Regions from separate parts of the Gossypium arboreum genome. Here region 1 is linked to region 2. Evidence: chromatin contacts called from public Hi-C data. All regions are on one chromosome and are shown on one strand. The core of a region is the stretch at or near the end of the contact, and the rest is flanking DNA. Distances in the headings are between cores, read along the strand shown. Region 1 has its middle 13 kb from the start of LOC108460576. Region 2 holds the start of LOC108476127 (protein ROOT HAIR DEFECTIVE 3-like).

Region 1 (6,611 bases), core at 1,572-4,071, 260 kb after region 2:
TGCGGCCCACTAGGAGGGTTTTCCTTGTCTGTATATCCTTCACAAAACACAAGAAAGGATGAAATTCAAAGTAAACATCATTATCTCTTGTAAACTGCCCAACAGACATTAAACTTTTGCATACAGTTGGTACATGAAGAACAGTTCGTAGGCGCAAAAGTCTAGACCCAGCCAACATACTAGTGTTTCCAAACATTAGAAATAGGAACTGAAACACCATTCCCCATCGACACATATTTCATACCTGTATAAGGAACAACATTTGTGAGAGCAGTCACATTTGGAGTAACATGGTTTGTCACGCCAGAATCTGGATACCATACTTGGTTAGTATTATCAGCAAACAAGGTCCGTGAAGGCTGATGAGAACACGATGACAGTGGCTGATAACAAGAACTACACCCATGAGAACAAGAAGATGCGCCTTAATCTCCAACCTGATGATAGTTGACAGAAACAGTCTGACTAGAGTTAACACCAGAATAGTTTTCATCAAATCTGTGATAGCAAGTCTAGACTAAATGTCTAATTTTCCCACATAATTGGCATTGGGGCCAGGAACGAGACCAACCATGACCATTCGTACGGCCCCTAGTTCGAGACCAACCATGACCATGCCCTCCATAACTTGGTTTATATTCCTGTTGATAAGTCCCTAAAGATTCGGTATGCTTCGAACTTTCAATACCACTTTGTTTTTGATGAGACACCATATTTGCTTGCGGTGGTACCTCTGTTAAACTATCCAGTTGTCGTGTCTCACAATCAAGTAACAGTTCAGTTAAGAGATCTAGTGACATAGGAGTAGTCAAGGCTAGCATGCGAATAGATTCATATTCCATAGCGAGAACAATACTGACCTGCTCTTGCTCAGGTACAGGACTTCCAACAGCAACTAGACTGTCACTTTAGCTCTTTACTTTGGCCAAATAATCTTTTACTGAAAGATTTTCTTTCTCGATGGAATACAAAGCATGCCGCATGCTAGAGATCTTGACTGTAGATTTAGCACCAAACCGTCGCTCAATAGCTGTCCAGATTTCAAAACTTGCTTTGGCCATCGTGAGATGCATCAAGACATCATCGGTTACTGTAGAAAGAAGCCAGGAAGCCAGGAATTTGTCCTGCTTCTTATGAAGAAAAAATAAAAGATTAGAAACAACCTGTCTAAGGTCCAGGAAGAACAAAAGGCGGACTGGTAACTGTACCAAGAACAAACCCATCAACTTCATAACCCTCAAGAATCAACAATATTTGATGCTTCCACAGTAGGTAGTTGCGTTCACTGAGTTTGACTGTATCATGCTTAGAGAAATACTGAACATAAAGAAACATTGCTCTGACCTTGGGAAGGAAACACTCCTTCAGTGTTGGAAGAATGCCGCGGTGTATCACTAGGAGGAGAATCGTCAGTAGCCATGAACAAATGAAATCAAGAAGAGAACAAAAAAAAAAATTATGGCTCTTGATACCATGTCAAGATACTAACACATGGGAGTGAAAACCTCAATAAACTGACTTACTTTCATTAGTGAATCATGCAGGTATTTAATACAAGATGGAAGGATGTACTAACAAACTATTAGTAACTAGCTAACTAACTGACTGCTAACCCTTTCTCCTATCAGTGGCTCACCTGGGTTTTTGCTCAGAACACTTCTTCCCAATGTAGATTATTTTGCTGTGCACTGTAGGCAATCTGGGGAGAAAAGAATGCTAGAATGCATGAGAAAGTAAGCAGAACTGGGAAAGAAATAGCGAGCTTTACCAACAGTTATAACACAGAACTAAATGGGGTTGAAAAAAGAACCCCTAAAATTTCACAGGAAGTTAGAAAATGGAAGTACCCACCTGGTCAGTCAGTAAAAATCAATTTTGATAGAGCATACGATGGGCGACTTTGTCAATCAGCTTCGGGGATTGTGGCCAGAAATAGCGAAAAGAATGTTCTTCTAGTGTGCTCAGTGATTCATCAAGAAGTGGCCTCAGCCTTCGTTGCTGAGGCACTCATTTACCGCAAAGTAGCCCAAATAGGAATAGACATGCAATAGCCAAAGATCATTATAGAAGGCGACTTATTATCAATAATCAAAAAGTGCAAGGCAAAAATACAAGATAAATCACATGTAGGAGCATATATACATGATATTCAATAGATAACGTCTAAATCTAGAAACTTCAGGTTTGAATATATCCCAAGAACAGCAAACGGTTTAGCCCATATATTAGCAACTGAATCGTTGAAGAAGAAGGAGGAGATATACCTGTTTGAGAGCGTCCCTGGATATGCTGAAAGTCAGAAAGAATATGATAGAGTGCGAGAATCAGATTGAAACTGGATGGAAAAGAAGAGGAATAAAGGAAAGTTGGAAACGAGTAGATCAATGGTTTAGGTGATAAAAGCTTTCCTTGGAAATCTGAAACCGTCATTAAGAAGAAATGGCAGATTGATAGACAAGACGGACATCAGAATTCTCTGATTGGGCAAAATAACGATGATAATTATGAGCTTCTAGACTATTCCTAATTTATTTTCTTTTCTAATATTTCTTTTAATCTGGGCCATTTTTTAAATTTTGGGCCTTATCTTCTGTTTTGTTCTATTATTTGTTTTTGGACTTTGTGTTTTATTTTTTATTTATATTTTAATAAATCTATTATTAATTTAAAAAGATGATCACTAAAATCAATATGACAGAGAAAGTATATTTTAGGGTGTAAAATATATTGTGGTTAAGTATAAAAAATATATATATAATTAAATGCGGAAATTAGTTTGGCAATCAGTCAAATGATGTAAATGCGTTCGGGAAGCTTTTATTTTAACGACAACATAGAGAGCGACACATGACCTCCGCCACTTTGCACAAAGCGACGATACAATGACTAACCCTAGTAAATCGTAAATACGAATTACCTTATTTTCCATTAAGTAAAACTCACTGCAGCAAAATTGACTTTTAGCGGCGTTTTTTAAGGTCTTTAGCGGCGCTTTTACAAGCGCCGCAAAAAACGCCTCTATAGATGGCGCCACTAAAGTTTGCGGCGTCTATTTAAAAAAACGCCGTTAAAGATCATGATCTTTAGCGGCACTTTTTCCACAAACGCCGCTAAAGATCATGACCTTTAGCGGCGCTTTCCCTACAAACGCCGCTAAAGATCAAGACCTTTAGCGCGCTTTTCTCAAAACGCCGCTAAAAGTCATGAAATTCAAAAAAATATTACAAAATATTATAAAAATCATGAAAATATAAAAAATTTAAAATTCATTATCAAATTAAATTTTCTATTAAAATTTTAACTTTAAAACTAAATACAAAATTAATGAATTTAAATTTAAAATTTAAAATAATAAATTAATAACACAATTAAAATCCAAAAGTTAGAACTCAAGTTATCTTAAATATTAAAATAAAAATAAAAATTTAGAATCAAAACTAAAATAAATAATAAAAATTAGATTAAATATAAAGATATCAATAAAATAAGATATTATAATGAAGTTCCTTAAATGAAATAAGGACTTAATTCCCATGTGAAATATCAACATTGATTATCTAAATTGATTAACTAAGTCAAAATTGCAATTTGTGTTTTTCTTCTTTTAACTCAAATAAAAATAAAATGTTGAAACAAAACAATTAAATAAAAAATTAGAATAATTAGTTGACAGGAGATTATTATTAAGTATATGCAAATATGCAAGTAGACGATTACAAAATAGGGTGTAGAAGGACAACAACAAAATTAACATAGTTACTCACAAGATCTTCTCACTGTTGAACCAAGGTCATGTACCTTCAAAGATAACATCTTGCAACAAGGAAGTACTTTAGGTTTAGTTTTTAGGGACATGAGAAAGAAGATCAATTGGTTTGCGTAACGGAGAAAACAAAATATTCAGACTGTTTGAATACATTAGTAACAGCTCCAAGCCTCGAGGTATTTTACAATAAAGCACATACATCCTAGAAAGATCCTCCACCTACAGAGTGTAAAGAAGGCCAAGTTAATATCTAACGATACATTTGCTTGGAGCTAATAGCAAGAAGAGTAAGCATTGCTAGAAAAGAAAAAGATTGAACAATACCTTGTCATCTCTAAGCAAGGCCCTGCATCATGAATGCTCATTTTCAAGTAGCCGATTTGCATATGTGACCAACAACTCATGTTGCACTTTCTAGATAAAGAACAAACAGTAATCAATAGAATGCTCTAGGAATTATAGAACTATCTTTATAAGAACTTATTGTTAATTCTTATCACATAATTCCATGTCAATTCATACGTCAAAAACATGCAATCTCAATGCCTAGGTAGCTAGAAGGAAACATATAAAACAACAACCAGATCTTTCCACTCAAAGAGAATTCACGCAGCTTCTATTGTTACATCTAAGTGACTACTTTCATTCATCAAACACTATTCATCTGAGTGACTGTCTTTGAGCAAAGAATTAACGAATTTCACTAAGAAAAGAAAATCACCATCAAGCCAAAATTAAGCTCACGAAAAAACGGCTCTTCATTAACCTATTCCACCATTTCACTCACCTCTAACAATTTTGTCTCACCGCTTGAATGCGGTAATTAGACACCCTCTCCTTTCCTTTCTCAAGCATTCTATAGACGCAATTAACATTAAAGTAAATAAAACAATTAGAACCATCTCAATTAATCGAGTAAAAACTTAAAACCTATAAAATTAAATTAAATTTTCTATTAAAACTTTAGCTTTAAAACTAAATATAAAATTGATGAATTTAAATTTAGAATTTAAATATTATGTTTAAATAAATGGGCAATCTACCAAAGAAGAGAGAGATAATACAATTTAATAGGGTTTCTTGCCTCAAAACTTGGTTTTGATTCAATGTCCAAATCTTTTCTTCAAGACGCCAACAAAGAAACGATTTTAACTAGGAAAAGACAAAAGAGTGGAAGAAATGAATAAACACAGCTTCACAATATGCATGCAAAAAACGCTATCCCAGATTCGGTAGTTTATTGAAAGAATTTATATTAATCTTTTCTCGATAAGGGCACAAACAAACACATGCATAACGGTCTTCAATGAACTATTTTTATTCGCATCCAAAGCTTGTTTCAACCTTTCTTCACTTATTTTGTATACTAGTAAACAAATAATAATTAAAATAAAATAAGGTTATCAGCACCAACCAATTCGATGGGAACAACTCCAGTTTTCCCTCTTCACCAGATTTTGTGCAAATTTGGCCAATTCAGTCAGGATGTAATTGGTATCCTCAATTTATTAGTGATGAATATGATACAGAACTGTTTGGTCAGTTTGATAAGATTACAAAAAGAAATCATTATATAATTTTTTTTAAAAAAATCATAATATTTGTAATCTATACTATTAATATTTTTTTATTTTTTAAATATATTTTTATATAAAATCTCATAAATAATAGAAAAATATCACATTAACTCTTTTATATTTTAGAAAATTATAAATTAATACATGCTCAAAATAAATTTTGCTCCCAAAATAATAAAATTTTAATATAATCTTTTAAAAATTATAAAAATATAAGCTATCATAAATATAAAATTACATTTTATCTCTCACAAAAATACGCAACTCAAAAGTTTACTCCAAAATTAATTTTGACCTTGATAAATGATGTCAGTGTCTCATTATTTGTATCTTTTGTATAATTAATAATTTTGTTTAATTAAAATAACAAGACAAAAATCATACAAAAATCAGGGCCCTCTCTCCATAACATGACACATCAAATAAAAAACACTATGTTTTGATAGAAGCCAAGAACAAACACAGAATAATAATAATACATGCTTACCCTCATTCGTTTCTCCAGTTGTAATCTCCATGTCAGTTCCTCAACTTGCTTTTCCAGTTTGTTCTTTGCGACTTGCGAGCTCCTGCTCTCTAGCAACTGTAAACAAAATAATAACAGAAAATCTAAGGGATGCATTCATAAAACAAAATATTATCATACTTAAAGGTCTTAGAAGTACTACATTGTTTGAAAACAAGGTCTCATATAGAGAAAATAAGTAACCCCCAACCCACACACACAAAAAAATATTTATGTAAAAGATTTAGTAAATTTTAGATAAGATTTCGCAGAGCATGGATATCTTGAATAGGCTTTAACTTGTACCCAAAATAAAACTCAAAACTCAAATTTGAAGAACCTCCCAAAAATATCTTAGCAAAGTCGCAACTTCTTAGTGCTCGATTTCAAATTTAAGCGAGAAGAGGGCCACGAAGACAAGTATGCCAGCTGCCAACCATTTTCAAGGTTCTAAAATATAGAAGACAATAAATTTTTATAAAAAGTTCAGCAGGACGAACAAGACATACCATCTTAAGCTTCCGCAGTTCTTTACGAGCTACTCTTCCTCTCCATGCACATTGTGTTGCAATTGCTGCTTTCTTCAACTTCAGATAATGCAAAATTATACTTTGCCCCCCCCCCTTTTCACTTTTGGCCCCTAAAACAATTTCCTAGCTTCACCCAGGAAACAATGTTGCAAGATAATAGCAACAAGTCAACAAAAACATCACAACAACTCAGATTAAATTCATTAACTTTAAAACTGAGTAAAAATTGGTAA
Region 2 (7,060 bases), core at 1,490-3,989:
CATCATGACCTGCAACCAAATAAAACAAGATAAGAAAAGAACCGCTTGAAAGTCAGGGCACTGCTACGGAAGGGCAGTGAGACTGTGAATACCTGGAATACAGTCTTCAGAAGAGGCTTGTTTGCAGCTTGCTCACGACCAATATCATGACACCACCTAAATGAAAAATTGTTCAAGAAAACCACTTGCACATACTACTGATTGCAATTAACTAATGTACAAAACAATGTCAAACACCATATAAGTGCCAAACCTTACATGTTTATGAGTACTATATCTGAAACCGCCAATGCAAAAAGTGCACTTTGTTTCTCAAATGCTGTGTCATCCTGGAATGCAGCAAAGAAATGAAGAAAATATATAAATAATAATGTAAGCTCTCTCCTTTCCCATTTTTCATTAAACACGTGAAGATCAGATAAAAATAAACAAAGCAAATATAAACACAGATTATTCACTCCATATTCTGCTATTATAATCGGAATTCCATCTCTTAATATGATTCAGCTTAATCCATAACTCTTAAAACCCAGAGTACGTTACAAAATTTTATTCTTTAATCGTTACAAAATTTTATTCTTTAATCATGATCATTCTGATTTCTTGAGCTTTCCCTAATCTACGATTATGTCCCGGAAAATTATGCGATTAAATAAATATCACCTATGGTAGAATTTTTATTAAAGAAAAACATAAAATCCAGAATTGAAAACTTCAATCACCATAAAAAAATATTTCAATATTACAACCATTTTCTAGATGGGTGAGGCTCCCTCCATACCACTTTAATCACCATTAATAAGTATTAATTTCTCGATTCATGGGCGAGTCTTACACAAGTAAAAGGTGTTGATAAGCATACTGAAAAGTAATGAAGGGAAGCCTAAGCAGGCACTTAGAGAAATAACTACTTGATTAATAAATCAAAATGTGTATCCATAAATATTCTTATTTTCCTTTTCCTTTGGAGGCATGGAAGGAGGGATATCGTGAATCCTATGCTTTGCAAAAACAAGCAAAAAGGATCTTATATTAACAAGGTAAAGTGAAGGCAAAAAACAAAGCAAGCAAAAGTAGTTGATGATATATAAAATAATGTAGTTTCAATTTTTGGACAACATATGGAAATGATAGAATGCAAGCTAGCAACAGCACCTCCCCTCGTTCTCTTCCATCAGTACCCTCCAAATCCATTACTAGAGTGCAAGGCTCTATACCAGCACATTTTGCCATCCAAATACCTTTAGTGGTTTGAGACCTGAGAAAAAGCACATTCCATTAGTTCTTTCTGCCAATGGAAACAAATCCAATGTGTTACTACTTATTAGAAAAACGTAAGTTACCTTCCCTTAAATGCATCCATTTCCCTGAAATTGGTGCAAAACAAATGATTTAACAGTGTGCTTTTACCTGTTGAGATCATGGAAAACAAAATAAAACTTTAAATGGAACAATCAGAACTTACACAGCTACCATGATAAAACACCAAAACTAAAATCTTCCATGGCATGTGTTAGAATTTAAAAAAAAAAAATTATGCAAGAAAGATACATACAAAACTAAATACAGAAGTTTCCAATAATACCATATGGAACAAGTTCGTATCAAAGTGAAATATGAAAAATATGCCTTTGTGCAAAGCTGCAGTGACCAAACTCCAAGTTTATCATACTCTCACATGCAACCCAAGTATTTCTAATTAAGTATCATTAAAGAAAATGAGAACAAATAAGCAGCTCAGTATGACCTAGGAATAGGCACCTAAGGACCAAGAAAAGGACAAGTATAAAGCAAGATGTCATTAAGATAACAAAGCATACCGCTGCTCTGAGGTCCCATGATAGCAACCACAGCATATGACAACCCACATTCAGCAAGCTTAATTTCCTTGATAAGGCGGTCAGTTCCAACATCATTGAACAATCCATCTCCATCAATAAGTTGAATTGAATGACATTCCTCAGTCGTGGCTGTGAAGCGAAATGTCCGTATTATGTTTAAGTAAAGAGAATGAAGGTTCCATCAGCAACGTTAAGATTAAAATATCCATATCAATTGATCAAGGAAAATTTAAGAATATCTCAACTAAAAACAGTTAGTATATTCAGTAATTCAGACAGATAAATTTGGCAACTTTAATATCTACGGAGCTGATAAGCAAAATCGGATTTTCTCTTTTTCTTTTTTAGTTTTCTTCAGTTTCCTCAGCAACCAAACATGCAGTATACATAAAATCTATCTATAGACCCGATCCAAACAGAAAAATTAACTTCAGACTACAATACTTTAAAGAAACTCTTAAAAAACCTAAAAACCAAGTTTAAATATAAATTTTAACATAAAAGAGATCGCATCGCTCATTAACTAATAGTAAAAGAACAAAATTATTAAGGCGGCGCTGATGCTAAAACGCTCTGGTTCAGTTACATCATAGAAATTAAACAAGAAACAGAAAAATTTTAACTAAACAAAGGAAGAAACGGATCACTTAAAACAGCTATAAACAGAGAGAAAATAATAAGGCAAAACAGAAATGGGAAAAGAAAAGAATAAGATGAGACGATGCGATGCGATGCGATGCGATGCGAGAACGTACCCATTGAATCTTGTTTGAAATTGATAGCTCAGAAACTGAGGAGATCGATGTCAATGAAAGACAGAGAAAGAGGAGAAAAATAGAGAGAGGCTTTGAAACTCGTCTTTAGTTTACTGCTTTTTTCTTTTCTTTAAAAGTGGGCTGGACTGGGTAATCAAAGCCCGCAAAGTAAATAAGTTTAATTTTATCTTTAGTCCCTAAACCTGTTAGATTTCTCAAATTTAGTCCTTTCTTTTTAATTTCAAGAATTTGATAACTACTTATAATTTGAAAATTAGATTCTAATGGTATTATTTCATTTCTATTAATTTGAGTAGCAGAATTTTAATGTTCAAAAGTATGGTTTGAAAAATTAAATCTCAATTGTAATAATGTATTTAAATTTAACATAATTCAATTAGCAATGGGATAGGTAGTAAAATTTGAAAAGTAAAAGAGAAAAATTAGACCCACTTCGATAATAATTTTTTCCTTTTTATTAAATTTTAAAATTTCTTAATTTCTTAATAGATTTAAAAAAAAAATCAATACAAATTGAACTCAATGCATGCATCCTCAAATAAGTCTCCATACACCTCCAAACAAGGTGCAAAGATGGAAGCATCTGATTAGTTGTCCAAGACAAAAGGGAAAAGTTTTGGTAGGGAATTGTGTTTGGTTGGGGGCTCAGCTGCACGATCACCGATTCTAGCAGTGCCCATCAGCCGCACATCCCTTTTTTTCCAAAAAGTGGGCAGTGTGTGATCGGTTGCTTTAACAGTCACTGCGCACGCACTCTAATAACCCAATGTTTCATTGCGGCATGGGTCCAGATGGAACCCACCAGAAACCAAATTTAAAATGAAAAAATGGGTATGGTTATATAAGACAATTAAAAAAAATTAAACTCGGTACCCAAAGAATATTAAATCTTTTAATTTAATCACTCATCAATTGTGAGTTTTTAAAGAATTAATAAAATTATTGAAAGACATAAATATTTTTTATAATAAATTTTGTTGTTTAATTGAGTTGGTCTTATTTAATAATAGTAGAAATAAAGTGAAAATGAGATTGATTTTGTAAGGAAAAAAAACATATTATTAATTATGGTAATTAATATATTTATAATTGTTGTTGCGATAACTTTTCTGATTCATAAAATTTATTTTAAAATTATATATTTACTTATTTGTACACAAATTATAATAAAAATAAGAATTGTAATAATTTATAATAATTATATAAAAATTGAGATATTAAAGGAATTAAACTTGTTATAATAAATAAATTTTATAACAAGATCAATTAAGTAAAATGTGTTTCTATATAATCTTACATTCCTTCAACTAAACATCCAAATTTTATATTCCAACCAAATTAACTAAATAATATAATCTCGTATTCCACCCATAATCTTACATTTCCATAATATTATCACACAACATAATCTAATATTTCACAAAACAAATGTACCCTAGTAAATAAATTTGAGATGAAAATTAATTGTGCAAACATTTTATTATTATTTTTACAAACATTTATTTTAAAGAAATGTCACATCTGAATTATGTAATTTTAGCACCTCTTCTAAATACGCATTTAATTTATGTATTGTTTGATGAATTAAAAATTAAATGTGTTGAAATTAAATTATAAAATTTGTTTCATAAGTAAGTATTTATTAGAAGTATATTTTTGATAATGAAAATCTTGAATTACAAAAATTTTTATTTACATTTTATCATTATTTTTATATTTTTTATTATACTTGCAACATCCATTACCCGACTCAATCACTAGGTCAAAGTATCGAGATGTCATATTCGATGCTGAAGCAACTACGATCACTCCAAATCAATTTAATTTTTTTTCAAGTTGTTAAGCTTAAAATACAATTAAATATGATTTAGACACTTATTTGAGCTTAAAACGAGCTTACGAAAGTTCCCAAGGTTATCAAAGGTCATTTAGGGACCAAATTGCAAAGTCCAAACTTTCAGTGCTCGTTGCGACTTCATGGATTCCATGTTGCGACCTCACTCACTGACTTGAGCTCGTCGCGACTTCATAAGGCCCGACATCACAACCTCAATCCTGCCACCTTAAATCTTAAGAATTTTTTTTCTTCCTTGCATTAATGGCAACATTTATATGGTATATACCAACCAAATTCAGCCTTGATAACATTCAAACATGCCCAATAAACCATTCAAATATGCCAATTTGAACCTTAAATATCACCTAATTGTACTCAATTCCAAATCATACCAAACCAATTTACAAGATTTACAAAATGAATCAAAAGCACCAAAGCTTTCATTAAAATCAACCAAAACATGTCCAACATATCCCTAAGTATATGCCAAAGACTAAAGTCCAAAAAATTTAAATTCATGCTCTCTTCAAGGCTTGATTTTGTAATGAGATGAGTTAGAGATGATCTTCACCCTAAAGCTTCAAAATGATCTTCACCTACGTTGTAACGATTCAGTTTCCAATGATGTCGAAAAATGCAGTTTTGGGACCCCATCTTCATAAACCGAGTTAGTAAATATTAAAAATGTAACACCCCTTACCCGTACCCGAGGCCGGGATAAGGTACGAGGCGTTACTGGACAAACATAAAAACATTAAACTAAAATATGGGCCATAAAATTTCATTCATATTTCAAAACGTTCATTCACTTACACATAGTCCCTTATTTGAGTCTACGGAGCCCAAAACATACTTTAGAAAAGGTTCGGGACTAAATCGAGAACTTACAAAAATCTTGGAAATTTCATGCTTTAAGGCTCCACACGCCCGTGTCCCAAAGTCATGTTCCATACACGGCTGAGACACATGGTCGTGTCTCTGCCTGTGTGGAATATACCTAGGCTATTTTCCAAGCTTTAGTCAACCTTAATCTTTTACACACTTATACAAAATCAAAAGCATATAACATGGTATTCATTTATGATTAAATATTCTCAATTAAACCACAAACATAGCATTTGTATGTCATCATACATGTGTATCTCATGCTCATTTTACCTTGTTTATTATAGTACCACTTATATATTTATACCAAGATTATTATCTTACCAAATATCTTCAACTTAATCATCAAGCATTCATATTTAAAACTAGATCATATCTTTATAAAATATCACAATTCAGATGCGCAGAATAACATGTTGCCTGAAACATTTCAATTCAACTCCATACCCAACAAGCATTACATTGAGACTAGTCATATATATATATATATATATACATGTCATGATACATATCATTCTCTTTCTGTTTTCTTATAAACACATATCATTTGTTTCATTATATCAATATTTCATATACCATAGTTTCCATGTATTCCACATATATTTATTTTCCTCCTCCTCCTCTCCATTCCACATCCTTAATGTATATAGCATTCTTGTAAGTACGATTTCACAATTTACTAATAAATGCTCACATCAAACTGTCCACACGAGTCATAGTCACTTACTTATTTATAATTCGAGCTACAGAGCTCCAAATTAAGATCCGTAAATTTTCCTGAAACTAGACTCACATATCTTTCCACAATAAAATTTTCATAATTTTTGGTTTAGCCAATTAGTACAGTTTATTCATTAAAATTTCTCATGTTTCACATTCTCACAGCTTCGACCTCTCTTCACTAAAAATTAATCATCTCACAAAGATGTAACTCTCGGATAATGTTATTGTTGATTTATCTTAAAATAGACTCATTATGGATTTTAAAATATAAGTTTAAGCCTCTAATTATTTTTATCCAAATTTTTGTGATTTTCCAAAGTCAGAACAGGGGATCACGTAATCATTCTGAACTAGTCTCACAAAAACATAAATATCTCAAAATATAGAACTCATTTTCTTTCTCTGTTTACTTTATATGAAAATAGACTCATTAAGCTTTAATTTGATATCTCATTCAGTCTCTGATTCAATTACTACTATTTTTGGTGATTTTTAAAAATCACGTCATCGCATCTTCCAAAACAGCTTTTATTGCTAATTCACTCTTTCACACTTTCTTTGTATTAACCTCATTTTAACATACATATCACAAATCATTTTCACCATATTTCATACATCACAAGTAGGCCCATGATCACAAGGTCACCATAAAATCATCCTCATGTATAACTTACTTGTTTATAACCTTACCACATCCTGGTCACTTAATGAACACATCATTCACATAACCAAGTTCCTGCACTTATTCATCACAAAACTCACAAAGCAATACATAGATAGTCTCCCGTTGAACACTTCGGATCAATCCTCGATACTTGGTGGTTTCAGCACATAGCTCTACCCATCATATAGTTCGGCTCTTTTGTACACATGGTGAACACTCAGTACCACCCATGTGACCTAGCCAATTTATCTCGTAGCACTCTTGTCTACATGGTGTCCTTCACCTGGAACCACGCATGCGACCTAGCTACATATATCCCGTAGCTCTCTTGTCT

Evidence for each region. A called contact is a pair of places that touch in the nucleus more often than the background predicts.
Region 1: a contact with region 2 is called in a Hi-C map of leaf, with 2.8 times the contacts expected there. The contact joins the enhancer-like site here to the promoter of LOC108476127 in region 2. A contact is called at or near these places in 2 of 5 Hi-C or Micro-C datasets (both in leaf).

What each region holds. Positions count from the first base shown.
Region 1 is chr2:30,287,575-30,294,185 of ASM2569848v2, forward strand. It overlaps the pseudogene LOC108466235. Among protein-coding and RNA genes, the nearest start is that of LOC108460576, 13 kb to the right of the region's middle. Within about 2 kb of position 2,822, at least 2 of the 2 cell types and tissues checked have an H3K27ac peak or open chromatin away from gene starts, as enhancers often do. A contact at or near this core is called in leaf, where this site is marked.
Region 2 is chr2:30,028,489-30,035,548 of ASM2569848v2, forward strand. LOC108476127 (protein ROOT HAIR DEFECTIVE 3-like) reads right to left here and starts at 2,740. Exons shown (of 23, transcript XM_017778232.2): 1 at 2,597-2,740; 2 at 1,821-1,970; 3 at 1,344-1,367; 4 at 1,156-1,258; 5 at 259-329; 6 at 93-156; 7 at 1-9. The coding sequence starts at 1,870.